4 separate regions of the Mus musculus genome follow, and all the other regions are linked to region 4. The links are chromatin contacts, called in public ChIA-PET and HiChIP or PLAC-seq maps. All regions are on one chromosome and are shown on one strand. The core of a region is the stretch at or near the end of the contact, and the rest is flanking DNA. Distances in the headings are between cores, read along the strand shown.

Region 1 (7,240 bases), core at 1,804-4,303, 200 kb before region 4:
AACAATTCTAATAGATATCATGATTATTACTAAGGCAATAATACTCTTAAAATGACTTTCTTATAAAGCAGTCAGAGCTTCCCTATGCTCTCAGCTCAGGGGGCAGAGACCGGAAGGTCACAGTTCCTAGGACTGGAGGCAGCTACAGAAGCAGATACTTAGCAATTCCCAGCAGGGAAAAGCCTGACTTTGTGCACACACAAGTACCTGATGTAGCCAAACACCCGTAAGAGGTAGGAGTAAGAAAATGCAGAAATCAACAGGGAATAAGGCGCGCACACAGTCTTGGCAACACCCACTCTTAATCACCTACTGTATGTAACAAAAACTACAGGTCATAAAAAATGTGTGGTGCAGATAAATAGTCCGATTTTCATTCCATTTCCACAAAAAGTGCCCCCCCAAATCCAGAAATTACATTATAAACTTTTGAAGCTAATGATCAATGGTTTATTTGTTCATTATTTTCTTTTTCAAGACACAGTATAACTGTGTCTGTCCTAGGACTCTCTCTGTAAACCAAACTGGCCTTGAACTTACAGAGAACTGCCTGCCTCTGCCTCCGGAGTGGTGAGATTAAAGACATGTGCCACTTCGCCCCTCCTGATAGTCAAACGTTTTAAACACTAACTCTGGCTCAAGAAAATGTCAATCATGACACATGTATGACGTAATGTCCTGCCTTCACCAGTCCCTACAAAATTATCTCGATAAATTGTCAGGAAACAGAGAAAAATTTAGTTTGCCCCAAGTCCTTGCCAGTACATTCTTCCAGCACCCTGGCTGGCTACAGTAGCTGTTTTCTTGTCTTACTGTGTAACTCCAGCAGCCTGGAACTCACTATGGAGACCAGGCTGTTGTTCACTCATCCAACACTCAGAGATCCTCCTGCCTCTGCTGGTCTGTCTCTAGGGTGTTAGAATAAAGGCCTGGCCACAGTATCTACATTTTAACAAATTACCAGCAGGACACCTGAGCGTGTGCCTTCCCCAGTAGAGTGGTCGGATGTCACGGTTATGAGTACATCTAAATCCTCAGATCTTCCTTTCCACGGCAACAGTGTAGCCACTGGTCACCACACTACAGAGAGAGCAGCAGCACAACAGGAATCTAGAGTCTGATAAAAGTTACAGAATAAAAGAGCAACTACAAGAAAGTGCAGATATTTGCAGCAAGGCCAACCAGGAAGAGCCACTGCTTCCTCCACCTGACAGCACCATAGATTTCCAGACTGCAGAACTGCCTGGCTCAGAGGCAGCTGAACTCGCAACTGCAGGGAGCTGACTAACCTGATAGACTTCATGCACTTAGATCTTAGTAGCAGTTGATACAGTGACCTGAGAAGCCAGGACCCCTGATCAACTGCAACTTCCGTGGCCCCCAAGAACCACAGAGCAACCAAGCAGCCTAGAGGCAGAGAGCCGATACCTTTACTAACAAGGGGAGGAAAAGAGCCAGAAGAAACACCATTTAATCTCTACTCAGAAGTAACAGAAACTGTTCACATTGGTATAATCAAATTTGCATAGAACATTAATTTGAGAGGTGCGGGAAGGGCAAATGAGGGTGAGCAAAGGGCTCAGTCAAAGTAACAGAGATGGTAGATAAACAAGCTGCTACAGTGCTGTGCTCCTTTTAATTCTCAAAGGAGGTCCTGTAGGTGTCCATGCCCAGTATCTGCCTCTAGCCCCAAGATGGCAAGACAGTGGGGATATGCTTGAAACTCTAGGACCCGAGGCTGATCACCATCAAATACATCCTGATATTCCACTAATCAGTAAAGTTCCATGACAAATGCCATCCCCTGAATGAAAAGCCGATGGTCCGTTTGTACTCTGGCTCAGTACACACACGGCTGGGACTGGAGGTCGTGAGAAAAGTTTGCAGATACGTGCTGGGATGAAGAACAGCAGACACAGGGAGAAGAGAACTAAAATTTGGGCTAACCTTGTTATTTTAAGCATAAATTATCATTTCTAATGTCTTTAATGCTGAAAAATAGCTTCTCCCTTGACAGAACTGTTTACCTTCTCAGAAAAAAATAATTATCCTTCAAAAGTCATGGCTAGCATCATTTCTCAGTTGGTGTCCTATCTGCCTAGCATGCCTGAGGCTGCTGGACTCGTCCCCAGGAGAGAATAAACGGGGCTGGGTGGTCCTCATCTGTAATCTCCAGACCTGGGGAGTTTAGAGGTAAGGCGATAAGAAGTTGAACAATACACTTGGCTACAAAAGAGGTTCAAGGCCAGACTGAGCTACAACCTTGCCTCAAAAGTCAGCAGCTGCTACAAAGTTTAAAAGAGAAGAGTGGGCCAGTCATAGAGATGCCTTTAGTCCCAGCACTCAGGAGACTGAGGTAAGACCTCTGTGGGTCTGAGGCCAATCTGGGCTACATAGCCAGATTCTGATCAGTCAGGGCTACACAGGGAGACCCTGTCAGGAAAGAAAGAACAGCCGGGCAGAGGTGGTGCACACCTTTAATCCCAGCACTTGGGAGGCAGAGGCAGGCAGATTCCTGAGTTTGAGGCCAGCCTGGTCTACAGAGTGAGTTCCAGGACAGCCAGGGCTATACAGAGAAACCCTGTCTTGAAAAACCAAAAAAGAAAGAGAGAGAGAGAGAACAGAAAGCAAAAAAGGAAAGAAAAGAAGGGAGGGAGGAGGGTTTGTAAAGGCCTTTACTCAGTGGATCACAGGAAATGTACAAGTGACCATCTCAGGGCTCCAAAGAGTCTAAAGAATGAACTGAGAAATAAGGAGGGGCGGGGAAAGCCTCCCCACCCCAGGATAGGGGCTTCAGCTATAGGATACAGGCTCCAGCTGTATCCTAGCAAGCTTGTTTATGTAAGCAAGGCGTGCTCCTAGAAAATAAAAAGCCTTAAAAGAAGGAACCCTACGTAATTGAAACTTCCTGATACGTCAGTCACTCTCGGGACTCTTGTCTGTGGTCTGGGCAGCTATTTTCAAAAGGACAGATCTCGCCAGGGACAGAAGTATGGAAGGACTGCCTCTGGGCTGCAGTTACGACAATAACGATAGCAACAAAAATAACGATAGCAACAACTAACTCTGAGCCAGGAACTACTGCATCCGTTTTACATAAATTATCCTCACCACTAACCACACACTCACATCTTCATTTTAAAAGGAAGTCATGTCACTTTGCCGTGGACCTTTATCAGCTAGTGGCACAGTAGGGCTGTAATGTAGGCAAGACTCCAGAAGGCATATTATATAGTGTGATAGTCAAGGGAGACAGGCAGCCAACAGTAAACCCCCATCTTCCATTTCCTTCTAATATACGAAAGAGGAGAGTTTTACACAATGGTATGAAATGCAGAGCAAGCTGAGCACTCCTCTAGCTACAAGTGGAGAGATGGCATAGACAGCATATGTCCAATGACAATGCTCTGAAGTTACACTTATTTACAGGGAATAGAAACACACTGTGGGACTGGAGGTAGTTCAAGGTGTGAGCGCTACATTTCAGCTCCCCAGCATACATACACACACACATACACACTCAAGCTAGACAGTCACACATCTGTAATCTGGGGGCGGGGGTGGGGAGCAGGAGGCAGCAGACATGACAGCTAGCTCCCCAGAATTCACTGGCACAACCAGAGCATTTGTGAGCAACAAATCCACTTAGAATCTCTATCTCTGGCACAACCAGTCAATTTGTGAGCAACAAGTCCACTTAGAATCCCTATCTCAAAAGATAGGTGGAGATCAATGGAGAGAAATACCACGCCGGCAGACAGTTGGCCTCAGACTGGTGTGCATACACTCACACTCATGATTGCGTGCGAGTGAGTGCATGCATGCAGGGTCTGATGACTGGTCTCTTCTCAGAGTTTAAAAATCTCCCATACAAACTGCAGATTGGCTGTAAGCCAGACTCTCCTCCTAAATGTCCCAAAGTCCTTGCCAGAGTGTACAGTCACACGCAGGCTCCTTGAACAGTTTCTCAGGCCTTACCCCAGATCTGCTGCCTCGGAGTGACAGCAGGGGAGCTTGTGGAAGCTGTGCATTTAAATAATTCCCAGGTCCTAAGGAACGCCCCCCACCCCACCCCACCCCCAGCTGCTCTGGCCATGCTGCAGACACACTGCTGCTTTCTCTCCCTTCTCAAGAACCTACGGTTGGGGGGGTGGGGGGGGTTATGGTCCAGGCCTGTAGTCCCAGCACACGAGGGGCAGAAGCAGAAGAATAAGGCCTTCAAGGCCAGCCTGAGCTACATAAAACTCTGTCTCAGAAAATGAAGAGAAATGGTCAGGTGACTCAGCCACCTAGGGAAATGCTTGTCACACCAACCTGAGGACCTGAGTTTAGCCCCAAGAACCACCGGAAAAGGACAGGGCTGCTTCCCAAACACACTGACAGTGGCTGGCACATGCCATGCATGCACCCATGATCTCTGATAAGTAATACAATTAATTTTTTACAACTAAAAGATTCCATCCTCGAATGGAATGCCTTTTGTTCAAAAGCCCATACTCCACAGCAGGATGCGTTGACCCTCCAAACATGCCCCACACCTCCTCTGACCCCCAGTCTGCCACAGAACCAAGTTATAGGCTGTCCCAAGGTCCCTCCCTCTCTTACTACCTGTCACCATCTCCTTTACCAGTCAGCTCCTGCTCAAGTCACCCCTAGACTTTGCAGTCAAAATTAGTCTCCCCCTTAGAGAAACTGCCCCCAAAGCGCAGCTCATACAAGTACGCAGTACAGACTGTGGGCTGCCACGTGCCAAATCCTCTACAGCTACTCTCATGCTGGCTGCTACTCCCATGCTGGCTGCTCCCTTAAAGCAGGGTGAACACAGAGAATTGCACACCTTGAGTGCCAGACTTGAGTCGAACGTTTCACTGAGTTACAGCCCAGCATGGTAATGCTGACATGTTACTTTGTGCGAACCCCAGTTTTAGAATCTCTGATATGGGACAGAGATGGCAATGGCCTTCAGGACTGAGGGGGGAAAGCTTGGAGAGTTTAGACAAAATGCATTATTAAAGTGGTCACTGTCTTGTGGTCAATGATAGGACCTCCACGTACTTCCTCTCCTGCTGAAGTGCATGGTAGACAGAGCGATACTCAAAAGGGTCCTCTTTTCTCAAAATAAAAAGGAAGGGAAGGAGGAAAAGGAGGAGGGAGAGGGATTTAAAGTCATAAACAGGGACTTCTGAAAACCCTTTCTCCTTACTCAGTTTTGTTCTGCTGTGAAGGGCCTTTCATAATATTTCTATTGAAAAGCCATTCCTTGCTTTCCTCAAAAAAAAAAAAAAAAAAAAAATCAATGTACCAAGTTTTAGGCACAAGCCCCTCAGTCTCCCTCCCACTCCAGCTTGGCTTTCCACGATGATCTACAGTAACTGCCTGCAGCCAGTGTTGCTGCCCAGAGAATCGCCTGCTTCACCCTTAAAACAAATAGCACTTTGTGGGGAAACTGGAAGCCAGCCCAAAGGAGGAGGAGAGAGAAACCAAGAAAAAAAGAGTTGGGGCCAGAAATGGAGTCAACGCCCACACTCTGGTCTCCACACTAACACAGGTAAGAAGGGACTGAAAGAAAGAGTTCAGACCAGCACAGCCTTACCCACCTACCCACCTCCCCACTCACTATGGAAAACGAATTCCCAGGCTCTGCAAGGTTGTGATGGGCAGCTCATTATCCATCACATGTGGCTTTTGTTGTTAATGAAACACTGTTGCATGTAGAAGCTCCTAACCCTCGCCAAGCCAGTTACTGCAGAGATGGGCCCCTCCCCCTCGCACAGGGGAGGAACCGCAAGTTTTAAGAAAGCCAAGGTCACACGGTGTGCAGGCTGAAGAAGACACGGAGAGCTCAGAACTCCCGTTCTTTAAGCCCCAAAGCCCAGGTCTTTCCCACAGCTCACATCGATTATAAGAGGCGATTTTAAAATACACTTTGGAAGCTCACCAAGCGCACGCCTGTGAAGGACAGGTAAAACAAGGCAGGTTTTGTGTTCCTGAAAAGAATTTGGTGGCAGGGATGAGGGTTGTCACAGCAACAGGCTCTCGGTACAGTCTCAGACTGGTCAGTCCACTGTCTGGAACATGGCTCCAGGAAGGCTGGAGTTGGGCTCTCTGTTCTATGCTTCATTTGCTCGTGCCGGTTACGGGAAGCTCATGAGCAGAGGCATAGGATTTTCTTTGTTTCCAGTGGAACTCTGATGTTGATCTCAAGACTGTAGTGATATGGAAAGTTAAGGAAATGTCTAGAACAGATCTGCAGGCCAAGCACGGTATCCCCACACCTGCAATCCCAGTACTTGGGAGGCAGACACAGCCGAATCACTGTGGGTTCAAGGGCAGCTGAGCCTGAGGGAGATCTGTTTAAAAAAAAAAAAAGGCCAAATTAAACAAACAAGCAAACAAACAAAGCAAATGTAGAAGTATGGGTGCTTCCAGACTGGGTGCCCGGGGTGCCTTCTCTCTTCACTTTACACAATTTCACTTTATAAGGAGATTGATGAAGGCATCTTGAGGGGGTAGGGAGAGCCAAGCAGTAGTCAAGCAGTAGTGGTGCATGCCTTTGATCCCAGCATTGCTTTTACATTAGCCGGGATCCTGAAGCTAGCCTGCTTAGGTTCAAATCACCCCTCTTTCACTTAACTATAATCCAGACTATGTGACCTTGAATTACTCGGCTGTCCTTGGTGACTGGGCGGAGCAGCTGATGGAAGACTGACCTTGGTTTCCCTGCTACAAAACAGGTCTGCTGTGCAGAATTCTGTGCAGAATAAATGAGCTAAGGCAGTAATAAAGCGCTCCCCACCACAGCGGGCACCAGGCAAGCTGCAATCGCATTCCCTCTGGGTGCTTCCAGACTGGGTGCCTGGGGTGCCTTCTCTCTTCACTTTACACAATTTCACTTTATAAGGAACTTGATGAAGGCATCTTGAGGGGGTAAGGAGAGCCAGGCAGTAGTAGTGCATGCCTTTGATCCCAGCATTACTTGGGAGGCAGAGCCAGGCAGATCTCAGTGAGTTCAAGGCCAGCCAAGGCTGTTACAGAGCAACCCTCCCAAAAAACAAAGAACATGTCTCGTACAACTTTTTAGTTCACAATGTCCCAAACCACTGCAAAGACACTTCCTGCGTGTGAAGAATGTACCTACTCTTCTGATACCACAAACTTGTTCCATAATGAGAGAAGGAAAAACATCCACGCCAAATCCATACTGTTGTAAGCATTTGCCGAGGGACTTTTAAATGCAGCC
Region 2 (6,638 bases), core at 2,912-5,411, 150 kb before region 4:
ACAGACCGGCCTTGACATGATGTGGCAGAGAGCTCCTCTATGTGGGCCCTGGGGATTGAGCAGTCAATGGTCAATTTTCTTCTGTGACCACATAAGGTCAGAGGTCATACATGAATCAGAAACATAGACAAAACTTTCTTTTCATTTGGGGCTAGTGAGATGGCTCAGTGTGTAAGGGAGCTTGCTGCCAAGCCGGACGACTTGAGTTCAATCCCCAGGGCCCACACAGGAGAGAAGCAATTCTTGCTAGTTGTCTTCTGACCTCTACTTTGATGGCCACGGCCACTTCACTTTCCAAAAGTCTGGACTAATCCTCACTGTCACTAAAGGGGGTATGAACTTTAAAAAATATATTCCTTTTAAAAAGATTTAATTAGTTTATGTCTGCGTATGCATGTTTTCTATGTATGTATGCATGTGCACCACAGGTATATCTGGTGTCCACAGAGCCAGGAAGAAAGCATCAAATCTCCTGGAACCAGAGAATACGAGCATTTAGGAGCCCACGTGTGGGTGCTGGTAATCGAACCTGCATCCTCTGCAAGAGCAGTAAGTGCCCTTAACTGCAGATACCTCTCAGACAACCACTTTTTAAAAAGATTTATTTATTTGTTTGTTTGTTTGTTTATTTATTTATTTATTTAATGTATATGAGTATGCTGTAGCTGTACAGATGGTTGTGAGCCTTCATGTGGTTGCTGGGATTTGAACTAGGTACCTTCGGAAGAGTAATCAGCGCTCTTAACTGCTGAGCCATCTCTCCAGCCCTCAAACAGCCATTTTTAATATTAAAAAGAATTGGGGAGAGTTGAAGATGTGGCTCAGTTGCTAGAGTGTTTGGTTAGTGTTTGAGATGCCCTGGGTTCAATCTCCAGCATGACACGAACTGGGCATAAGAGTACATACCTGTCATCCCACACTGGAGTGGAGGGCTGCAGGTGGGAAGAGCAGAAGTTCAAGGCCATCCTCAGCTCGACCGCAAGTTTGAGGCTAGCCTAGATTACGTGTAACCCTGACTCAACTCAAAACCACAAACCCAACAAAAGCAGGATCTGGGGAGGTGGCTCAGTGGGTACTGCACTTGCCATGCAACCCTGAGGACTACAGTTTAGAGCCTCAAGGTTGTAAGAACCCACAAACAAAGCTGGCTTGGCCTGGTTAGCAACTAGGAACATGGCATCTCTGGAGCAAGCTAGGTAACCATGCTAGCCAGAGTGGTGACTCTGGATTGAGCTGGGGGACTCTGCTTTGGTCTATAGTGCCAAGCGTAGCCAAGGAAGGCATCCGAGTCAACCCCAGGCATCCACAAGCTTATACACCCACACGAATATACATGGATCCACACACGTGTAAGCATGCACACACACATGCACACACCACACACATCCATACGTAAAACAAATCAAAACAAAATGTTTTCATAGCCTCCATCTCAAGTCGGTGTTCTGTATGTATCTGCGGACTGGTGAGGCAAAATGTAGGGGCTGATGAAGATGACCGTCCGGTTTCTGCCAACCCTCAAATCTTATGAATTCTTTAACTCTGAGGCCATTTTCCAGCTGCAGTTTTACGGTACCTAATCATCTCCACATAATTAAAACCAGCTCTGGTTCACTGCTCCAATTCCCCAACACTGGGAGGCATTTGCATTACACATGCATATAACAACCCCCCTCGATTAACATTCAGAGCTTCAAAAATCCCTTCCTGGAAGTCATCTTTCCCCATTGTCAAAATGAGGTCTGCGGAACCTACATGCCATCCTTTAAAGGTTTTGCATTTGGAAGTGTGAGTCATGTCTGCGTATAAAGGCAAAATTAGAAATTAGACACACTCCTGTTAGCCACATTCTCAGAGGAGGGGGCACCCAAAGGCTCTTGGAAAACATTTGTCCATGTATTATCATATATTGGATTATGATATTAAGTTCTGAAATGTTGGCACTAAGCACATGTCTGGTAAGATGCATCAGGTAAGGGTGCTTGCCCCTGGGCCTGACAATCTGAGTTTGATCCCCCAATGTCCACGCAGTGGTCGGAGACCACTAGCTTCCCATGCTTACATGAGCACAAATGCACACATACACAAATAAAATGTAATACTCTTTTTGTTTTTGTTTTTCAAAACAAGGTTCCTCTGTGTAGCTCTGGCTGTCTTGGAATTCACTCTGTAGATCAGGCTGGACTCAAACTCAGAAATTCACCTGCCTCTGCCTCCCAAGTGCTGAGCTTAAAGGCGTGCACCGCCACCGCCCAGCAATATAATACTGTTTTTAAAAGCTACCTTGGGCTGGAGAGATGGCTTGGCGGTTAAGAGCACTGACTGCTCTGCCAGAGGTCCTGAGTTCAAATCCCAGCAACCACATGGTGGCTCACAGCCATCTGTAATGGAATCTGATGCCCTCTTCTGGTGTGTCTGATGACAGCTACAGTGTACTCGTATAAATACAAAATAAATAAACTTTAGAAAAATAAATAAAAGCTAGCTTAAAAGAATGTGAAATAAGACTGGGGAGAGGTTCAGTGGATAGACAGGATGGGAGTTGAGATGCCCAGTACCCACATAAATTCTGGGAAGGTATGGTGGCTAGTAGTGATGCTAGGACCTAGGGAGCAGGGATGGGACTCTCAGGGCAAGCTGGCTAGCTAGGCAAGCTGAATCTGCAAGTTCTGGGTTTAGGGAGAGATCCTGCCTCAGTAAATAACGTACAGAGTGATTGCGATGAAGTCTGACCGCAACCTCTGGTCTTTGTACCTAGGTGCACACCAACACCCTGGGGTGTGCACTACACACATGTACTCTCGCCACGCCGGAACACACAAACAATCATAAGAGTATCACATAAATACATTGACTTTTGGGTGGAGGAAATTCATGGTCCTCCCCTCCTCCACCCCTGAGATGGGCCCAAAAAGAGCAATATTAATGTGGACTAATTTTTCAATTATTATTATCTTATGTGTTTGGGTATTTTTCCCACATGTATGAGAACCACGCACGTGTGGTGCCCACAGAGACCAGAAGACGGCTTTGGATCAGGCTGGGACTGGAGTTACAGCTGGTTGAGAGTCAGTATGTGGGTGCTTGATATCAAACCTGGATTCTTCGGAAGAACAGCCAGTGCTCTTAATCCATTTGCTTAGCTAATTCTCCAACCTCAATAATTCTCTCTCTCCTCTCTCTCTCTCTCTGTCTCTGCTTCTCTGTCTCTGTCTCTTTGTATGTGTCTGTCTCTCTCTGTCTCTTCCTATCTGTATGTCTGTCTATCCACCTGACTGTCTGTCTCTCTGTGTGTCTGTATGTTTTTCTGGTGTCTCTTTCTGGTGCTGGTGATTGATCCCAGGCCCTTGTGGGTTCAAGTCAGGGGCTGTCTGTCCCTCAGAGCTATATTTTCTATTCTCTGGCCAAACTTGCTAAGGAGCAGGACACTGGATGTCTTAGTCAGTGTTCCATTGCTGTGAAGAGACACCATGACCATGGCAACTTTTTTAACAGAAAGCATTTAATTGGGGCTGGCTTACAGTTTCAGAGGTTTAGTCCATTACCATTGTGGCAGGGAGCATGGCAGCACACAGGCAGACATGGGGCTGGAGAGATAGCTGAGAGTTCTACATCCAGATTCATAGGCAGGGGGAAGAGAGAAACCTCAAAGCCCACCCCCAGTGACACACCTCCTCTAGTAAGACCATACCTCCTAATCCCTGTCAGATAGTGCCACTCCCTGATGACCAAGCAGTCACACCTATGATCCCGTGGGAGTCATTCCCGTTCAAAGTAGCACCGTGGAGGTGGTGTTAAATAAGCTTGACCTGGGAGAGGAGCCTCTTCTGTCCTTGGGGTGGTTTTCCTCTGGAGGCACACAGGAAAGAAAGAAAAAAGGGCCTGTGTATCTCCTTTTGCTCTCTCTGGCTTCTTTATGCTCACCCTTCCTGCCTGTCTGGGAATGTAGATGCTGTCTTCTGAGGGCTGTGGCCAGTACCCAGAACAACCCTGGTGTGTGCTCCGGCTCCCCCTCTCCTCTTCCTGGGCTCTCCTCACTGGACTGCTCTTTCCTTACTGTTGAGTGCTGGGATGAGGACGGCTGAGAGTTGATGCTGCTTAGAGGAGAGCCATCATCATGTGGCCCCTTTGAAGGCCCCAGGCCATGTTATGTAGCTAAACATTGATTAACAATGGAGTTCCTGTCAGAACTGCCCTCGCCCCAGAGCTGTCTTCAGTACGTAGATGGGCCTATCAAACTGATCACAGGCTTAGAGACAAGTGAAGGACAGACAGAAGGGGTCCCATTGTCTATCCAGGCCATCTGTTTTTCTGTTGGTAACAATATTTCTTTTTTTCTACCAACAATATTTTGTAAATTAATCAAAAGAAGGAGTTTCTAGGGAACTCTGTTCTAATTTGTTTTAAAATGAAACAATTTCAGCACAATGACAAACAACAACAACAAAATAACAAACCTCAAACTTGAAGCTGGAAGGCGGAGGTTCAAACGGTCTTAGTTATATAATGTTGGCTAACAAATTTAGCCTCTGTGTTTCTTGGGAAAGAAGAGGATGGAAGAGGGGGAGAAAACATATGAATTAGGAGTTTCTAGGTTTGCTGTATGCCAGGTCTCAGAAATCATAATTCCCAGTTGTAGCATCCAGCCTGACATAACACCTAGGAGGGAACAGCTGCACCATAGACTCATTCTGCACTCTGGACCCTTCTGCCAAAGTCAAGTGACCAAACCGACCCCAACCCCAGTGGTTCTAGGTGTTAGCATTCCATATAAACTCCACCCCACAGTTACCTGGCAACAGCCAGGAAGGCCTGATCCACTATAAAAGAGCCTGCTTGCCTCCTCCTCTCTCTCTTGCTTCTCCCTTGCTCTTGCTCTCCCATCCCCATTCCCTCCCTCCACCCCCCACGGGCTCATGGCCAGCCTCAATTTCTCTACTCTCTCCCTCTCTCTGCCTTTCTCTGCCTCTACTACCCTCTTAACTCCCTTCCCCATGCCCTGAATAAACTCTATTCTATACTATACCATCATGTGGTTGGTCCCCCCATACCTCACCACACCCCCATAGAACATATTCTTTCTCTTTATCTTTTTATAAACACATTACTAGGGGCAGACGCCAAAGACTGGCATTAGCTCGTTTTTAGTGTCCTTCTTTCCTTCCGTCCTTCCTTCCTTCCTTCCTTCCTTCCTTCCTTCCTTCCTTCCTCCCTCCCTCCCTCCTTCTTTCTTTCCTTCCTTCCTTCCTTCCTCCCTCCCTGCCCCCCTCATGTGTTTCTCTGTGCGTGTCTGTGTGTGTCTCTGTGTGTGTGTGGGTGTCTCCGTCTCTGTGTGCATCTGTGTGTATGAATGCACACCTGTGGACAATGTAATGCACTTGAGGTTTACAATCTGTTACAATTGAACAGAGCCCCAGTGCACACTGAGCCTTCTTACTTTCATGGAAGAGAAAGTCTCCATCTAAACTCGTGGTTCTCAACCTTTGCAACTCTGTGATCCTTCCATTCAGCTCCTCCTCTTGGTGCGGTGACCCCCAACCATGCATTTATGTTCATTGCTATTTCACAGCTGTGATTTTGCAACTGTTATGAACTGTAATGTAACTATCTGATAGGCAAGCCCTGTGAAAGGGTCATTGATCCCCCAGCGGGTCGCAACTAACAGGCTGAGAACCGCTCGCTGATTTAAGGTTTGAAGATGAGAAATATTCTGATACTCAGGAGGAAGGGTTATTGCAGGTTTTGGGGGTCTGTCCTGGGGTCAGAACCAGAACATGGCACTGGTGACATTAGGAAGCCACTCACCCTGGACAGAGTGTGGGTAATATATCCATGTAACTCCAAAGGAGGGGAGAGAAGGAACTGATGGGTTCAACAATCTGGGACAGCCAAGAGGAGGCTTGGTAGATTTTTTATATTTTCCAGACAGGGTGCTATGTCACTCAGCCTGTTCTGACTCTCCTATGTCACCAAAGATGATCTTGAACTCCTGGTCATTCTCTCTCCACCTCCCAAGTGCTGGCATCCCTAGGATGCACCACTGCACCTGGCTTCATGCAGCATGTGGGTTCTAACCCAGGCTTCCATGCATCCTGGGCAAGCATTCTGCAGGCTAAGCTTTGATCCCAGTCCCCAATAGACTGGGCTTTGCAGTAAAGAGTTTGGGGTTTTATTGATCTGGGGGAATGGAAAACACTGAAGAAGCAAGGACATACACAACCATGTAGAAATACACATGAGCATTTTGTATGCAACTGGCTTTTCACACAGTCAGTCCATAAATATTCAAAGTATTTCAGCATACACTAGTCATAGTGAGAAAGCTTAGGACTCTATAAAATAATGTCTAGTTTCCAGGCTCCTGAGCATCAGAGAAGGGGCCCAACATCTTTTCAAAATAAAACAGTATTTTGAGCAGGACCGGTTGGGCTCAAATCTTGACTTTTCACTGATGAACCGAGTGACCTCGATTGGAATTTTCTTCAGCTCTATACCCCAGCTTCCCCAGGGGAATGACACAATCGGCCAGAGTGCTTGCCTCCTTGCTTAACTGTGAGGGTTAAGTGAGATAGCACAGACATCCTCTTCATCCTGCCATGAGCTTTCTGTTGCCCAGTCCTCAAAACACCAAGTGTCTT
Region 3 (7,397 bases), core at 3,109-5,608, 230 kb after region 4:
TCCCAAGCCGCCCCCTGAAAGTTCAATCATTTTCTTTGAAAAAATACTTTATATTATTTGTGGGTGCATGCCTGAGTGTATGTATGTGTACTACATGGGTACGGGTGTCCACAGAGGTGAGGAGTGGGTATCACAGCCATTGGAAATGGGGTGTAGGCATTGAGAGCCACCAGATGTAGGTGCCTGAGAACCAAACTCAGGCCTTTTACAAGAGCAGCAAGTGTTTTTAAACTGTGAACCTGCTCTCCACACAAGCCCTGCCCCCTTTTTCATGCCAGTAGTTGCGCTGATGTAAACACATATTTATTTATTTACTCCTGACATGTAAGAAGCAGGCTGGCAGAGCTGAGTTTTGTCATAACATGATTTTCCTGTGTCTATCTATAAAGTATTTAAAAGGCTACAGGGTCAAAAATATGGTGGGACTACTGTCATTTGCTATTTCATACATACATATATGTGTGTGTGTGTGTGTGCATATACATAGATATAGGTATGCAGATATAGATATCTATAATTATCAGAAAAGTTAGCAATACTAAGGGGTCACTTGTTACCAGGTTCAGTCAGTAAAATATCTTTCCCTATATTTTAGCAATTCCAGGCCATACCACCTCTTCCCCTATAGATAAAGTAACATCATAGACATGGCCCCAGAGATCCATATGGAAGAACCCACAAGTATCATCCTTAACAACTAGGAACGGCTAGTGGCCAGTCTGAAAAAAACTGGAGATCTTGTCTGCCATTATGCAGTCACTGGTGGTGGTGGAATTGTGAACCTCTATCACACGGGCAAATCTTACTGGAGGACCAAGCTAACTGGGAAGACAAATGGTTAGTACCACCAGGCAGGCCTTCCTGAGTCCCATCTCCCTAGCCACAAGGCAAGCCTGGAGTGTGAGGAGAGATAGATTCGGCAAGCCTGGAAAGTCAGAGCTGGCCTTTGTGCCTCAGCTGCTGTTCATGTTTCTTGGTAGATAAAGGGACTTTTTCTAAGACTCCATATCTGCTTATTCCTTAACATCTTCCTGGAAAAGGCCAAACATGTTCCCCTGATAAGGAGTAGGACAAGGGTGAAATAATTTCATGCATTAACTATTAAACTTTTAGTGGTGTGATGTTGTTGCTTGTGTCCTGGACTACCCACTGCTGGATCCTATCTGCTCTTGGGGGGTAGGAGGTGAGATGGCATGGGCGTCAACAACACAGACTCCAGGAGCAAGTGAGAAACTGCACAAGCTTTTTTAATACCTTCCTCCTGAGCCACATTGGTCCCAAGCAAGCATCTCTTCTACACAGCAGCTCCCAATTGGCTGGCATTGTCTGCACCAGCAATCCTTGGCCCCTCAGGCAGTCTTCAATTAGGTCCTCCTGTAGGAGATGCTTTTGTGATTGTTTGAGGCTCCCAGCATTACACAGAGGTGGCCCAGGTTTCCCGCTACAGTGTGATATGCTATTTTTAAAAGAAACATTAAACCTGACTTTCCATGCTTAGTATTTGCCCATCCCTCTTTTGCTGGTTCGGTTATTACTTATGGCTCCTACTGCCTCCATCTTGTCTCCCTCATCAGCTTAGTTATCAAGGGAATAGTGGATTCCAGACCCCTCCTTCATTGCTACTGTTCTGCTTTTCAGGTTGTTGTTTAATCTGCAGTGCAGTTTCACAGCAGAGGCATCCACACAGCATCTTTGTATACAATACCATGGGCATAACTGGTCAGAGGGCTATTCAGCTATGACGCTAATTCTAATTGGCCAGGAGACTGTACACCTACTACGTGTCGTTTTGTGGTCCAGGATGGCACCACACTAAGGAGAGCAAGCAGCTTGTGTGTCTATGACACCTTGTGGATTCATAAAAATTCAAATTAAGGGCCTAAGGAGATGCCTTATTCCGTGAAGGGTCTGTTATGCAAGCATGGGGATGTTAATTTGGATCTGCAGTGAAAAGCTGGGTATGGCAGTGTGTGCCTGTAATCCCAAGGCTGGGGTGGGGTCAGAGACAGCAAGGCCCTGAGGCTCAGCAATCAGCTAGTATGGCAAAGCAGAGAGGTCCTGATTCTGTGAGAGGCACTGTTTCAAAACCTCAGCAAATATGTACATTGGCACGCCTGTGCTTGAGCACACACACACGTGCACACACAAATACACACACACACAGCGTCTCTCTCTCTCTTTCAATATAATAGAGGCAGCCTCCCTCCTGCTGTTCCTTGCAATCCTGTCTCAGCAGTGCCACTCAACTGACAGAAGTTGGACACATCCCTGCTTTGCTCCAGACCAGGGACTCCTCTGGCCTTCTTGGAATTCAAGAACCTGCTGACATGAACTTCTTCCCAGTCCTGGTGTGGACTCTGTGAGCGTTCTACCTGGGCCTGCAGATGGGTGGCCGTGCTGACACATCAGATGAATAGCCAGAGTTCACTGAAGTTGAAACAAGGTAAGAGTTTATCTCCATGCCACTGACCTGCTCCTTTGTCCCTTCATCACTCTGAGCTCTGCACCTAATGTCTAGGAGAATAAATTAAGGACCTTGAAGCTAGGTGCCTGGATATGGCCCAGTCTGATGAGTTAGAATGCCGGGTCTAGTCTCTACAGCACACTAGGCCAAGGCAGTTCCATGTGGAAGAGGTTTTATTGTAAGGGAGAGACAAGGTAGTGGCAGAAAGAGAAGGGTGAGAGAGAGTGAGGAAGGGGCGTTCTCCTCATTTATATGGAAAATGATGTAACACAGGTGAGTCAAGTGGATGTTGGGAATATGGTGCCTGTTGTCTTGGCAACCAGTCAGAAGGTAGCAGGTCATGCTGTCGCCTATGTGATGTCACAGGTTTGGGATGTCCTGATGCCAACACCGCCTCTAAGGGGTACTCCCTTGTTTAATCCTTCCTGTGAAATCACAATGGATCACTCTACAGCTCCCCCCTGCTTTGTGTTTCATCCTTTACAAATGGTGTTCAATCTCCCATCAGGGACAAAGTTCAGACCCCAGTCTGCCTCCCTAAGGGCTCAGAAATTAAAGCTTTCATTTTTCAGCTTCCATCTCTGAAGTTTTCTTAGCTTCTATATTGAACACAACTCCTACTTACTATTCTTTAATTGCTTCTTTTAAAATCAGGTTTTAAAATTGACTGTTGTGTTTTATGAAAAGAAAAAGAAGTCAGGTATATGTTTGGTGGCTGTCTGGTGTCTTAGTTAGGGTTTTACTGCTGTGAACAGACACCATGACCAAGGCAAGTCTTATAAAAAAACAACATTTAATTGGGGCTGGGTTACAGGTTCAGAGGTTCAGTCCATTATCATCAAGGTGGGAGCATGGCAGCATCCAGGCAGGCGTGGCACAGGCAGAGATGAGAGTTCTATGTCTTCATCCAAAGGCTGCTAGTGGAAGACTGACTTCCAGGCAACTAGAGTGAGGATCTTAAGCCCACAACCACAGTGACACACCTATTCCAACCAGGTCACACCTATTCCAACAAGGCCACATCTCCAAATGGTGCCACCCTCTGGTCCAAGAATATACAAACGTCATACCTGGTATGTTGAGGTGAAAAGGGGTACCTCTGAGGGCCAGTGTTGAAGCATTACCTTCTTCCTGAGGTACCAGCCACACAATTGTATAGTATAGAATACAGTTTATTTAAGACATGGAGAGGGGAGTTGAGGGGTTAGTAGAGACAAAGAAAGAGGGATAGAGAGGGGAGGAAGGAGGAGGAGGGACAGAGAAGAAAGAGGGTAAAAAAGGAAGAGAGGACAATTGAGCAAGAGAGGGGGGTATGTGAGGGTACAAGCAGCCCCTTTTATAGTGAGTCATGCCCACCTGGCTGTTGCCAGGTAATTGTGGGGCAGCCCAGAAGAAATGGCAACAGGGATGGTTCCTGCTTTAGAAAACACATGTTTAAAACATTAAACATGTTTGATCAGAAAGCACTGGGAATTTCCCCTGAGAGAAGCACACTTGCAATACTCCCGGATTTTGTAATTTCCACTGATGGCTGCCTGGGTTTTACTGTGCTTTATCTGTGCCAAGAAGGCTGGAGGAAACTGGAAATGGGTTCCAAGGAAAGAGAAGGTAAACAGATTCCACAGTGGAGGCCTGCTGTCCCTTGGCTGCAACAGAGTATCACACTGGCTTTTCGGGATAGACAGGAACCTCTGACCTCCCTTTCCAGTCTTGGCCAAGTTAACATGGCCTATTTTATTTTACTTTCAGTTTTGTTTCTGCTGCAGCATGTGATTTCTTTTAACTCCTTCTCTCTCTCTCTCTCTCTCTCTCTCTCTCTCTCTCTCTCTCTCTCTCTCTCTGTGTGTGTGTGTGTGGTCAGCTTACATAAAAGAGGAGCAAAGAGAGCAGGAGGGAGGAGAGCAGAAGGGAGCCTGAGGAGGCAGCAGCAGCTGAGAACTGCACTTGGACCTGTGCTGTGGGACCAGGTATATTTACTTTTCCTTTCTTTAAGGAGCAACTTAGTCTGGACCTCAGCTTGATTTCCAAGTCAAAGGGGCAACTGAGGGAGGGGGAAGGGAGGCAGATTATGAGCTCTCTGGTCTGCAGGGGGCTGTGGCTGGCTTTAGGTCTAGGAGGTCAGTTTCTTTCCTCTGATAAAGGACAGATACAAAGTGGCAGCCTGACACTGCTGGCTGCCCTGCTCTGTTAGACAAACTATGGGAAGAGCCCTGGTCCTGCCTCAGCTGGGACCACAACAGCTCCTGCCCTGGTTCACAGGCAACTGTAGGCAGAGGAAAGTCTCTGTGGAGGAACCGTGTGAGGAAAACTCAGCACAAGAGCTTGGCAAACATCTATCTGGAAATAACTTAGTTCCTACCTCACTGACTTTGAATTAAGTGTAAGAAGATAATCCAGTTCTATATTGATGTTTATGTTGTATGTGAGATGTAGAGATTACGTAGTGCTATGTGCATTTTGTTTGGGCTGCTAGTCTTATTTCATACATGGAACTAAGCTGCAGAGAGCCTGGTTTCTGGAGTTAAGTGACGTCACCTGTATCTAACTTCTGGAGATTCTGCACATTCTCCTTCCTTGGCATAATGTCCTCATGCTCATCTGGGACTGAGGGCAGGGCAGGGGAGGCAGGTTATGTGTTGTCTGACCTGTAGGAGTCTGTGTCTAGCCTAAGTCTATTAAGGTCTACAAAGTTGTGTACAGTAGTTAATTTTATTCCCTTCTTTGGCTGAATAATATTCTATTGTGCACATTGTCAGACTGTGTTAATGTATGCATCTGTTGGTGATCTGTTGGTGGGAGTCTGGGCTGTCTCCACAATGTGGGTATTGTGAACACAGCTGCCATGATCACTACAGCTCAAAGGTCCATCCAAGTCCTTCTTTGCTATTTTGTTTGTGTTGTAATCAAAGAAGAGCTGTTAGATCAGACATAAGTATTGATTTTCTCAAAAGCGAGGACTGTTTCCCATGAGGTAATATTCTGTATTCTTAGCCACAGAGTACAGACACCTGAGTTGTCTAAATTCTGGGTTACATGGATTTGTTTTTGCTTTGTGTGGTAGCTGTCCTTGTGTGTATGGTTTGATTGGCACTTCCTCAATATTTGTCAAAGACATGTTATAAGAAACAATGGGTCTATAGAATTGTTGTGCAACAAAAACAAGTAGTTCTTAAAAATAACAGCATTCATGCTTAAACTGTAAACATCAGCAAAACTAAGTAAACAATTTCAAATAAATATGTATGTTAACCCAAAGCAAGCTTCAGCCTCAGTAAGCTCTAAGAAGCCAAATCACACATGATCATGTGACTCTAGACTCTTACACCATGTCCCTCAGCATGGCAAAACAGAAATAGTGTAACGGAAAGTTTCTTCATTTTGCATCCATGTTTCCCTAATAAAACCTGATTGCCATTCTGTCCTGGGAACAGAGACACTTCACCTTTCACTCTGGTACATCCCAATTTGGACATTACATCTTTTTCAAGTAAGTTTATTTAAAAATTTTATAGTTTTCTCATACAAGGTGATTTGCAATATTGAGTACTATCTTGTGTGCTCATGGACATTTGTAAGCCTTCTCTGAAGAAATTTCAACCCAGTGCTTTTCTCAGTTTAGAACTGAGGTGTCTGTGATGAATTGTAGAGCCACTTTGTTTCAGATAGTAACCCTTTATCACACATGTGATTTACTACAGGTCTTCGTCACCCATTCTTGGGTTGCCTTTTTACACGCTGTATAGAATGCTCTGGTGCACGAATTTCTTAACTTTACAGAGTGGATTTTTTTCTATTTATTTGCTCATGTTGAGATTTTGTTTTCATGTTCAAGAAATAATCCCTACTTGAAACACAAGTTAGGTAAGACTGAAACCAGGTTAGCCCCAGGTTAGCCTGCTGTAGTTAAGGTCTGCATTGCTTCCTGCAGTCAGAACCTGTGTCAGGTGGGGTGCAGGTAGGCAGTAAAAAGTCAAACAAGGACTCATGTAAGTCCCACCCTTTAGTCAGCTGCACATCTCAGTGTTCATGTAATTCATGGGAACTGTTCACAGTTTCTACATATTTTTAGCCATCTTAAAATCTATTCATGGAGATACCAAGGGCCTAGAGCTCACGAGGCTGCCATTTTGCTGTGCTATTCTGGTTTTGGCAACTTGCTTTTCTCATTAGCAGCATGGTAGAATAATCCATAACATGTAAGGACTTTAAGGTTTTTGAGGTCACATACTAAGGGTGCTCATTACAGGGCTTAGCATATAGCATGCAGTGACCTTGCTTAAGGCCATTATTTTTTGGATTTTATTCCACTGAAGCAAAACTTTATAGATGAGAGCAGCCCATGTGTTATTAAAGCTTCTTTAGAACTTTGAAGAATAATGAAGAAAGAGAAGCAGGCCCTCTGTACTGCAGATTCGAGGTTACATGCTGCCATTTGAGGCTATGCGCTGCCAACAGGAAACCTACAAAGGTCACCAACTGGTCTTAGCTGCTGAGCCATTGGGTGTCTGTGAGGCAGAGAATGACTTTAAACTCTTTCTCCTATCATGGATTCATCTACGTTGGCAGGTTGCTATGACCCAACCACAAATGGCTCCCATTTGCCTTGTGGAAAACCACAATGAACAGCTGTCAGTGAACCAGGAAGCCATAGAGATTCTGGACAAGATTTCTCAGCCAGTGGTAGTCGTGGCTATTGTTGGATTGTACCGTACAGGGAAGTCCTATTTGATGAACTGTTTGGCGGGACAGAATCACGGTGAGTGGCATGCTGCCTACCAGCCAAAGGTTTGACTGTCTCTATCACTTTTCCTTAATTTGTATTCCCAATTATAACAATGGACAGTAGAACTCCTTTTTAGCAAAGCCACCCCCCCATGCTAAATTGAATCCCTTCATTGCTGCTCCCCAATAATCTCTCCTGTGCTCTTCCCTT
Region 4 (7,486 bases), core at 4,145-6,644:
CTGATACTAAGGTGCTCTACTGGTTTATAATCCAATGATGTTTATTATGTTGCCCCGGGAGCAGTTTATTAATGAAGTGCACTTTTCTTACCTGGCATGGAAAGGTCAGGCTTTATTTAAGAGCTGTGACCTTCCATAGATGTAAGACTAGTTAAATGAGTAAAGGAAGTGTGAGACTAGTTAAATGAGTAAAGGAAGGCACTCAGTAGGTGAGTTTGCCCTGATCCTCAGACCTTATGTGGATGTCAGGTGGATTCTGCAGCCTGCCTGCCATTCCAGAGCTCAGAAGCAGAGAAAGGGCATCCCAGAAGCACATTAGCCAGCTGTACTGAGAGATCCTGGTTCAAGTAAGAGACTCCACATCAGTGAATAAAATGCAGAGTGTTCAAGGAAGGCTTCCAATATGAACCAAGGGCCTCCACAGGAACACACAGACATGTGGGTGTGCATGGGGCTCCACAGGGATGCACACATGTGGGTGTGCAGCCTTTCACACATAAACACACATACATACAAACACATGCATACATATATATATACACACACACACATACACACAAATACATACAGACACATGCACATATACATACACACAAATACAGACACATGCACATACATGCACACACATACACATAAACACACACACACATATATACAGATATATGCCACACACACATACACACACATATACACACACATACATACAGACACATGCACATACACACATTCACACAGATACATACACACACACATACACATATGCACATACACACACACACACACAAACAAGTGAGGGGCTTGAGATAACTCTTAAGACAAAGGTGACATTAACTATATGGTAAGCGAGTACTGTGGTGTTTTTCTTAGCTGCGGTAGGACCAACCGCTTATAAATACATGACTTGCCTTTCATTTAGGGCATAAGAACCATCAAGGTGCTGTCCTAACTAAGCAAAGAAAAACAAAATAGAAAAAACGTCTACCACCTCAAACGACTTACTGCCTTCCATCGTATATTACCCGGAAACATATTATGAACATGAAAACACTAAACATGAAAAAAAAAAATAAAGCATTAATGTGCTTGTCTGAAGTACATTTGGACTGACAGAAGGGTTTGAGGGAGGTTTGGGGCCAGTGAGGAGGGGGCATTTAGCTCCTAGCTCTGCCTACGGTTGAGGGTGGGGTGTGTGCTGGGGAGATACCGGCATTGTCACAGGCCTTGAGAGATAAGCAAGGCTGAGAGACCTGGAGTGGCAGACACAGGAAAGTCTGTCTGCCAAAGCACACACATTCCAAGCCACTGAAACAGCTCCAGTAAGTTCTTTAAAATGTGTGGTGCAGAACAAAGAAACACACTAAAAAAGGTGAGTGCTTGTTTCTAACTCAAGACTTCAGGAAAGGATGTGATTCAAAGGTTAAACATGCTAAAAAAAAAAAAAAAATTTAACCCAAGGGTAGATGGGGGAGGACGGAGCCTATGGCAACACTGTCCTCAGCCCCTCCAGTAAAAGACACCAGAGCTGAAGGCAGAGATCTCAGGCAGCTCCAGACAGGCTATGATAATGGAATCCTTACTGCTCATCCGCGAGGAGTAGGGAGCTGTCTCTACATGCCTAGCTTCATCTAATTCATGCAGTGAGCTAGGCTCTAAAACTCCGTTACACAAGGAAACCAGACTCAATGTGGCTCAATCATGTGGCATCCTTTGAATACCTATCTTTCAGTGCAGCCAGAACTTGAGAGCAACTACTCTAACCTGAAGCTACACTCTGTATGCTGTGCCAATTTAAAACAATGTATATATATACTTAAAAATATTTATTTATTTATTTATTTATTTACTATAAGTATACTGTAGCTGTCTTCAGACACACCAGAAGTGGACATCAGATCTCATTACAGATTGTTGTGAACCACCATATGGTTGCTGAGATTTAAACTCAGGATCTCTGGAAGAGTAGTCAGTGTTCTTAGCCGCTGAACCATCTCTCCAATCCATATATTCTTCTATGATATATTTTTATATCTTATTTACTTGTTTATTTTTGTGAAAGGCCTTCACTGTGTAGCCCAGACCACCTTGGAACACACAATGCCCAGACAAAGCTCACCTTACACTGGTAACAATCCTCCTGCCTCTGCCTGCTGAGTGCTGGTATTTCAGGTGTGTCTCACCATGCCTGGTTACCATTTATATTGAAAAGAAATGGAGTCAAAGACACCTCCACGACACCTGCATAGTAACGTCAACCTCATTAGTGTAATATATGTTCACAGATGAACCAAGATGAGAGACACAGCCAACATTTCTGGGATGAGGGAGAAAATCCTGGGAATGTATAGTCCATGAGATACAGTTGCCAAGAGCAGCTGATGGGAGAGGACACAGTGGTCCTCTGGGTCGTTTCAAATTATTCATTTAGTTGCAATCAGTCAAAAGAACACCAGCTTTGGAAACAGACTGTCCTTACTCAAAATTCAAACTCTGTTGCAGATCAACCAGGGCGTGGCAAACTCTGGAGAGGTTACTTTATGCTCTTAATTTCTGTTTTCTTGTGCAGGTGTTATGGTTAGTTTTAGGTGGTGGGGGGAGCCTTTGGATAATGGGACAAGGGGTAACATTGAGAACTAAAGAGAACCAGATGTGGTGAACTCACATGTGTACTTCTATCACTCAAGAGGCTGAGGCAGGAAGATTGTCAGGACTGTGAGGTTAAGACTGGGTGGCAAAGCAAGACTGTGCCTAAACAAACAAGGGCAAGCAGTATGGTGCCCGACTGCATCCACTCAGGATATTCCATCTGCATGGCATTGCCAAGTCATAAACTCTGAGCCCCATTCTATAAAATGGGTATGGAACCATCCCTCTTAGGATGGGAGAGACACCAGGCCAGACAGTTAACGTAACAGAAATGTTTTCAAATCATTAAGACAAGTCTTGCTAAATAAGTATAACTTTTATTTCATTTCTCTTTAAACTTGGGCTTTATTACCATGGTGCCAATGACTATGGATTAAAGTACTACAGAAGATTTAAAAGTCACTGGCAATCAGTGGTGGTGCACTCCTTTAATCTCAGCACTTTGGAGGCAGAAGCAGACAGACCTCTGAGTTTGAGGCTAGCCTGGTCTTACAGAGCAAGTTCCAAGACAGCCAGTTCCCTGTCTCAATCAATCAATCAATCAATCAATCAATCAATCGATCAATTAAACATAATAATTTGATAAAAACTGGGTATTTGGAAATTAAAATATTTCTGACTCTGAATTGTTCTTTAAAAAATAAACTTTACATAAGAGTTCAAGTTGTTCATTTCTGTTAGAATTCTTACAACTTTTTCTTTGCTAAAAAAGTTTCCTCTTTAAAATAAAAAACACTCCTTGAGGATGTTACTCAATTGATAGGCTGTCTAGCATGAACAAAGCCTCAGGTTCAATCCCCAGCACAGAATAAACTGGGTGGTGGTGCTCCAGTAATCCCAGCACTGTGAAGATCAGAGGTTCAAGGTCTGAGGCCAGCCTGGGTTACACAAGACCAGTAAAACAAAAACAAAAACTCACAATATTTCATCAAAGTGCCTGAAAATCTGAGAAACAATAGATGAGTGTTGCTAGCACTAGTTCAGGCCATTTTGCTTATGAGAAATGGTTAATTATGCTTACCACCTTTTACACATAATGAGGTGGTGGCCCCTAGCTGCTAGCAGTCTAGAATATAAAAGAGGGAAATGTTTGTACTTGCAAAAACTGCCCTCCCCATCTCTCAGTTGGTCTAAGTCATAAGAAATTCAAGTATTATAGACTAGAGATGTGTAGATCTAATCTGATAGCTTGGTCCACATATCTATTGGGAGTGCAAAATCTGAGTAAAAGTCTATCAAGTTCAGATTACAACGAGGGTTGGTGGCTTTCTACAAATTATCAGGAAATGAAGAGAAGCGTGTATAGAGCTTTGGTGCTGGGAGTGTTGCAGAACTGCGTGAACCAAGTGGTTTAAAATTACTCGTATTCCCCTGTCGCCCAAGTGGCATCTTAATGTCAGTCCACTCTACATCCTTGTCCAAGCTTCAGCAAAGCACTGCATACTCGGCAGAAATGTGACCGTTAGCTAAGGCCACACTTCATATGCTACTGCAGTCTGTAGATGTGAAACAGCACCTCTAAAGGGTAATAAGGCTCTATGAGCCAAACCTGGACACTCCCACAAAGATCAATTAGTCTTATTTTTCACTTTAAGGAGGATGGGAGCCCAAAAATGTTTCCTAACTAATTTGTTGCGAGTTTAAAAATACTTAAGGAGTTGGAAACTCAGTAAAGCTCTGCCCTCAACCTCTAATAAAACATCCGCATTAAGCATGGGGACTAGATGTGGGCTGAGCCGTTGCAAAGAAAGGTAACTTGAAGGATTTTAAAATAACTGAAATCTGATGTACACAGCCAAGTGTTGGGGGAGGGAAACATTAGCTGCTGGAAAAAAAGAAAGGCTTTGGCGTCTATAGAGCACACCCTGAGGCTCCCAAGGGGCTAACTCCATCCCAAACACCTCTACGCTGGAGAAGAGAGAGAGAGAGAGAGAGAGAGAGAGAGAGAGAGAGAGAGAGAGAGAGAGCCTGCTAGCCTGCTAGGGTCAGTTTGGGATGAAGGCAGAAATCCTGGCCGCAGTTGCTGGCCTAGACACCTGGCCTCCAGGGTCTTAGGATGCAGAGCAGCCCCCTCCGGCCCCTCTGGACTTGCAGGTGAGCGGACTAGTGCTCACTGGATCTCTGTGTAGACCTTCGATTTCCCCCTCCTTCCTCAAAAAGTGTAACTTCAGGCATCTTCCAGGGAGGAGAGGGGGTTGGGGAGAAGAGCAGAAAAAACAGGCCCCAGCATCTCCGGGGGTTTTGAAGGTAGGGAAGGAGAATGGCCATCCCTGCAGCAACCGCGTTTTCTCCTAGTACGCCCCTCCCCCAGTCCCCAGAACCTAGCGGCCAGGCTGTACTGGGCTCCCGGCTGGGGGTCCCTGGCGCGGACGCCAGGGCCCGCGTGGGTTGGGTGGGGTTGGGGTTAGCGGGATCCCCGAACCGCACGCTGAGTAGGCGACCACAATGTGCCTGTCCCAGAGCCCTGGGGAAGCAGGGTCACGAACGAGGGAGGGTGGACGGGTCCAGGCTGGGGCGCGCCCAGAGAACCGAGGCTAGTGGCAGGGTGCTGGCCGTCCCTCTCCATCCCTCCGCGGGTCCCCGGCACTTACCTCTGGGGGCGAGGGTATCCGCAGAAAAGGATGCCAGGGCGCGGCGAGCTGTGTCCGGGTTGGGCTCAGCGGCGGCAAGCGACCGCGGCGTCGCTGCTCATGGCTTGTCGCGCTCAGAGTGCTGCGGCCACGGCCGCGGCGGCGCCTCGGTCCTCGTCTTCTTCGCGGGCTCTGAGCCGGGACGCAGCTAACGCCCCAGCTCCGCAGCCCTGTTCCTCCTCCCCGGTGCCTCCCCGCCTGCAAGCGGAGCCGCCTCCAGCGCCGCCCCGCGCGCCGCCTGGCCCGCGGCAGCCAGCGCCGCCCAGCGCCCAGCCCCGGGGTCGCCGTCGGCTGCCGAGCCGCCGCCGCGGTGCCAGCCCCGCTGTGACGCAGGCAGCGATGCCCGGGAACTTCCTCCTCTGCCGAGACCACCAGGCGTCCAGGGCAGGCGGGCCCGCGCTGGGCGGGCCCCGGGTTCCCCACCGGGAAATCAAGCCTCTCCGCGGCTGGATGATTCCGCTGCTCAGAGCTGCCTACCTGGTTGGCACAGCAGGGAAGATCGGTCCTCTGCCTCCTGTGTGCAACCCTAACAATGCCAAAAAGCGGGTGGTTTCTGTGAGCCCGCCATCCGCTCTTACACCGCAGCTCCTCCCTGGGCTAAGTTGAAGCAGAGCGGCTGCTGCTAAAAATAGCCCTCCTGGGAACTCCCAGAGGGTCAGGTTGGAGATAACCCCTCCCCAGAGAATGAAAGGTCCAGGAAGCGGGTGGAGAGGGGGCGGTGGTATATATGAGGGGAACAGGGAAGAACGAAAAAAATCCGATGCCCGTAGTTTACAAAGCCTTAAGACCCTGGGCAACCTCAATCCCATTGACCAGCTGGCAGGAGTCCCTCGTTACTGGACCCTGCAAGATGGGCTTCTGGGCTTTGAGCAGCAGGTGCCGTTCCATATGAAAGCTCCGCCTACGATTTTGTGTGGGCAGAGGTGGGGATCGTGTGTGTGTGTGTGTGTGTGTGTGTGTGTGTGTGTGTGCAAAAGAGTTAACAATGTGCCCCGAACCACCTGTTGTTTAGACGATGTAGGGGAGGGATTCTCTCCCAGCCATTGATCTGAGCCTTGGGTTTGTCTGCCTATCTCTCTGCCCAATTATAGTTTAAAAGCACAAACTAGCATCTTGAAAGCTGGCATCTCCCTAAAAAGAAAAATTGCCTATTGGGGGAAAAAGTGCAGATAAGATCACTGTAGCAGTCGAGAGAGAGAGAGAGAGAGAGAGAGAGAGAGAGAGAGAGAGAGAGAGAGAGAGAGTTTGTCAGTAACCAGCTGGCTGTCCTCAGAGCACTTGACGCAGATAAAGAATTACTCTGCCCTGGCAGTCTGGGAGAGACAGAAGAGGACAAAAACGGGCAGCCAGCAGCCATTAACTAGTTTGTGTGCTCCTGCATGGTGAGTTTATAGAAGACAATCATTTTCCAAGCCATGATAAAAAGCAGGGTATGGGGGCCGTGGGGGAGGAGCCTATTCCTCCTTGCCCGGCACCCCCCCCCCCCAACCTAACTGTTCTTCCTGCTCACAGAATAAAATATTATATACTGCCTCTAATCCCAATGTAGTTGTGGGCTCTGGAAGACAACCTTAAACCCCTTGGGGCCTTAGGGGAATTGGTACAAGCTAACAACCTAGGGTGGGGTGTTCTGCTGAGGAAGCAGAAGAGGTTTGTGTCTCTGGGGGAAAGACAGAGACCAGTTTTAGTAGTCTGCTTTAAGGAAGGGAGAGGGGTGGGAGAGATCCAAGTACCTTGTAAGGCAGCAGGTAGATATAAAAATACTCCATGAGGTAGCTCTAAATTCAAATGTTCTACCTCAGGGACTTGGGTGGGGATGTAGCTCAGGGCCAGTGTCTCAAGGCCTTAAGTTTGGATCACCAGAAAACAAAACAAAACAAAACAAAACAAAACAAAACAAAACAAACAAAAAAACAAAAAGCCAAGCACAAATCTCAGAAGAGCAACTCCTAAAGTTGAAAGCCTTCCTCGCAGTGTCTTGTTCTCCAAACACCTCCCCATGGTGCTTCAGCATTCTCTGTTGTCCTTAGCATCCTGACTGTACGCTGAGGCAGGCCAGCCCACTGCCAAGGACACAGTAAACCCTAGGTTGCTGGTGAAGGTGCAACAGGCATATGTCTCTGCTCTTCCTCTGTAGGTTCAAGGAAGGACTGCTCCTTCGTACACGTCTATCCCGTAATCTAGGTGTAGTACGGCAAGGTGCTGGGAGGATT

The links. ChIA-PET counts read pairs in DNA pulled down with a chosen protein or histone mark. HiChIP or PLAC-seq counts read pairs in DNA pulled down with a chosen protein or histone mark.
Region 1: a contact with region 4 is called in an H3K27ac HiChIP or PLAC-seq map of thymic regulatory T cells, with 4 times the contacts expected there. The contact joins the enhancer-like site here to the promoter of Lrrc8c in region 4. A contact is called at or near these places in 5 of 39 promoter capture datasets (the C10 cell line, the HPC-7 cell line, embryonic stem cells and 2 more), 5 of 484 Hi-C or Micro-C datasets (CD4 T cells, Th1 cells, megakaryocyte-erythroid progenitors and 1 more), 8 of 115 datasets of contacts at active chromatin or transcription factors (CD8 T cells, Th17 cells, bone marrow-derived macrophages and 5 more) and 2 of 9 other capture datasets (adipose tissue and liver).
Region 2: a contact with region 4 is called in an H3K4me3 HiChIP or PLAC-seq map of embryonic stem cells, with 16 read pairs. The contact joins the enhancer-like site here to the promoter of Lrrc8c in region 4. A contact is called at or near these places in 10 of 39 promoter capture datasets (the 3T3-L1 cell line, the C10 cell line, the HPC-7 cell line and 7 more), 1 of 15 datasets of contacts at CTCF or cohesin (CD8 T cells), 20 of 484 Hi-C or Micro-C datasets (B cells, the Ba/F3 cell line, the G1E-ER4 cell line and 15 more), 28 of 115 datasets of contacts at active chromatin or transcription factors (the 230-238 cell line, CD8 T cells, the SCID.adh cell line and 22 more) and 3 of 9 other capture datasets (adipose tissue, embryonic stem cells and liver).
Region 3: a contact with region 4 is called in an RNA polymerase II ChIA-PET map of memory CD8 T cells, with 72 read pairs. The contact joins the promoter of Gbp6 here to the promoter of Lrrc8c in region 4. A contact is called at or near these places in 2 of 115 datasets of contacts at active chromatin or transcription factors (memory CD8 T cells and pancreatic cancer cells) and 1 of 9 other capture datasets (pancreatic islet).

The regions. Positions count from the first base shown.
Region 1 is chr5:105,714,159-105,721,398 of GRCm38.p6, reverse strand. The region is part of intron 1 of Lrrc8d (leucine rich repeat containing 8D); the gene reads right to left. Among named protein-coding and RNA genes, the nearest start is that of Gm42166, 13 kb to the right of the region's middle. Within about 2 kb of position 3,053, at least 138 of the 459 cell types and tissues checked have an H3K27ac peak or open chromatin away from gene starts, as enhancers often do. A contact at or near this core is called in CD8 T cells, the HPC-7 cell line, Th1 cells and 8 more, where this site is marked.
Region 2 is chr5:105,670,079-105,676,716 of GRCm38.p6, reverse strand. No RefSeq gene overlaps it. Among named protein-coding and RNA genes, the nearest start is that of Gm32276, 22 kb to the right of the region's middle. Within about 2 kb of position 4,161, at least 8 of the 459 cell types and tissues checked have an H3K27ac peak or open chromatin away from gene starts, as enhancers often do. A contact at or near this core is called in embryonic stem cells, extraembryonic endoderm stem cells and trophoblast stem cells, where this site is marked.
Region 3 is chr5:105,290,660-105,298,056 of GRCm38.p6, reverse strand. It overlaps Gbp6 (guanylate binding protein 6), which reads left to right and starts at 4,358. Exons shown (of 11, transcript NM_194336.2): 1 at 4,358-4,431; 2 at 7,031-7,220. The coding sequence starts at 7,037.
Region 4 is chr5:105,517,379-105,524,864 of GRCm38.p6, reverse strand. Lrrc8c (leucine rich repeat containing 8 family, member C) reads right to left here and starts at 5,394. Exons shown (of 4, transcript NM_133897.2): 1 at 5,235-5,394.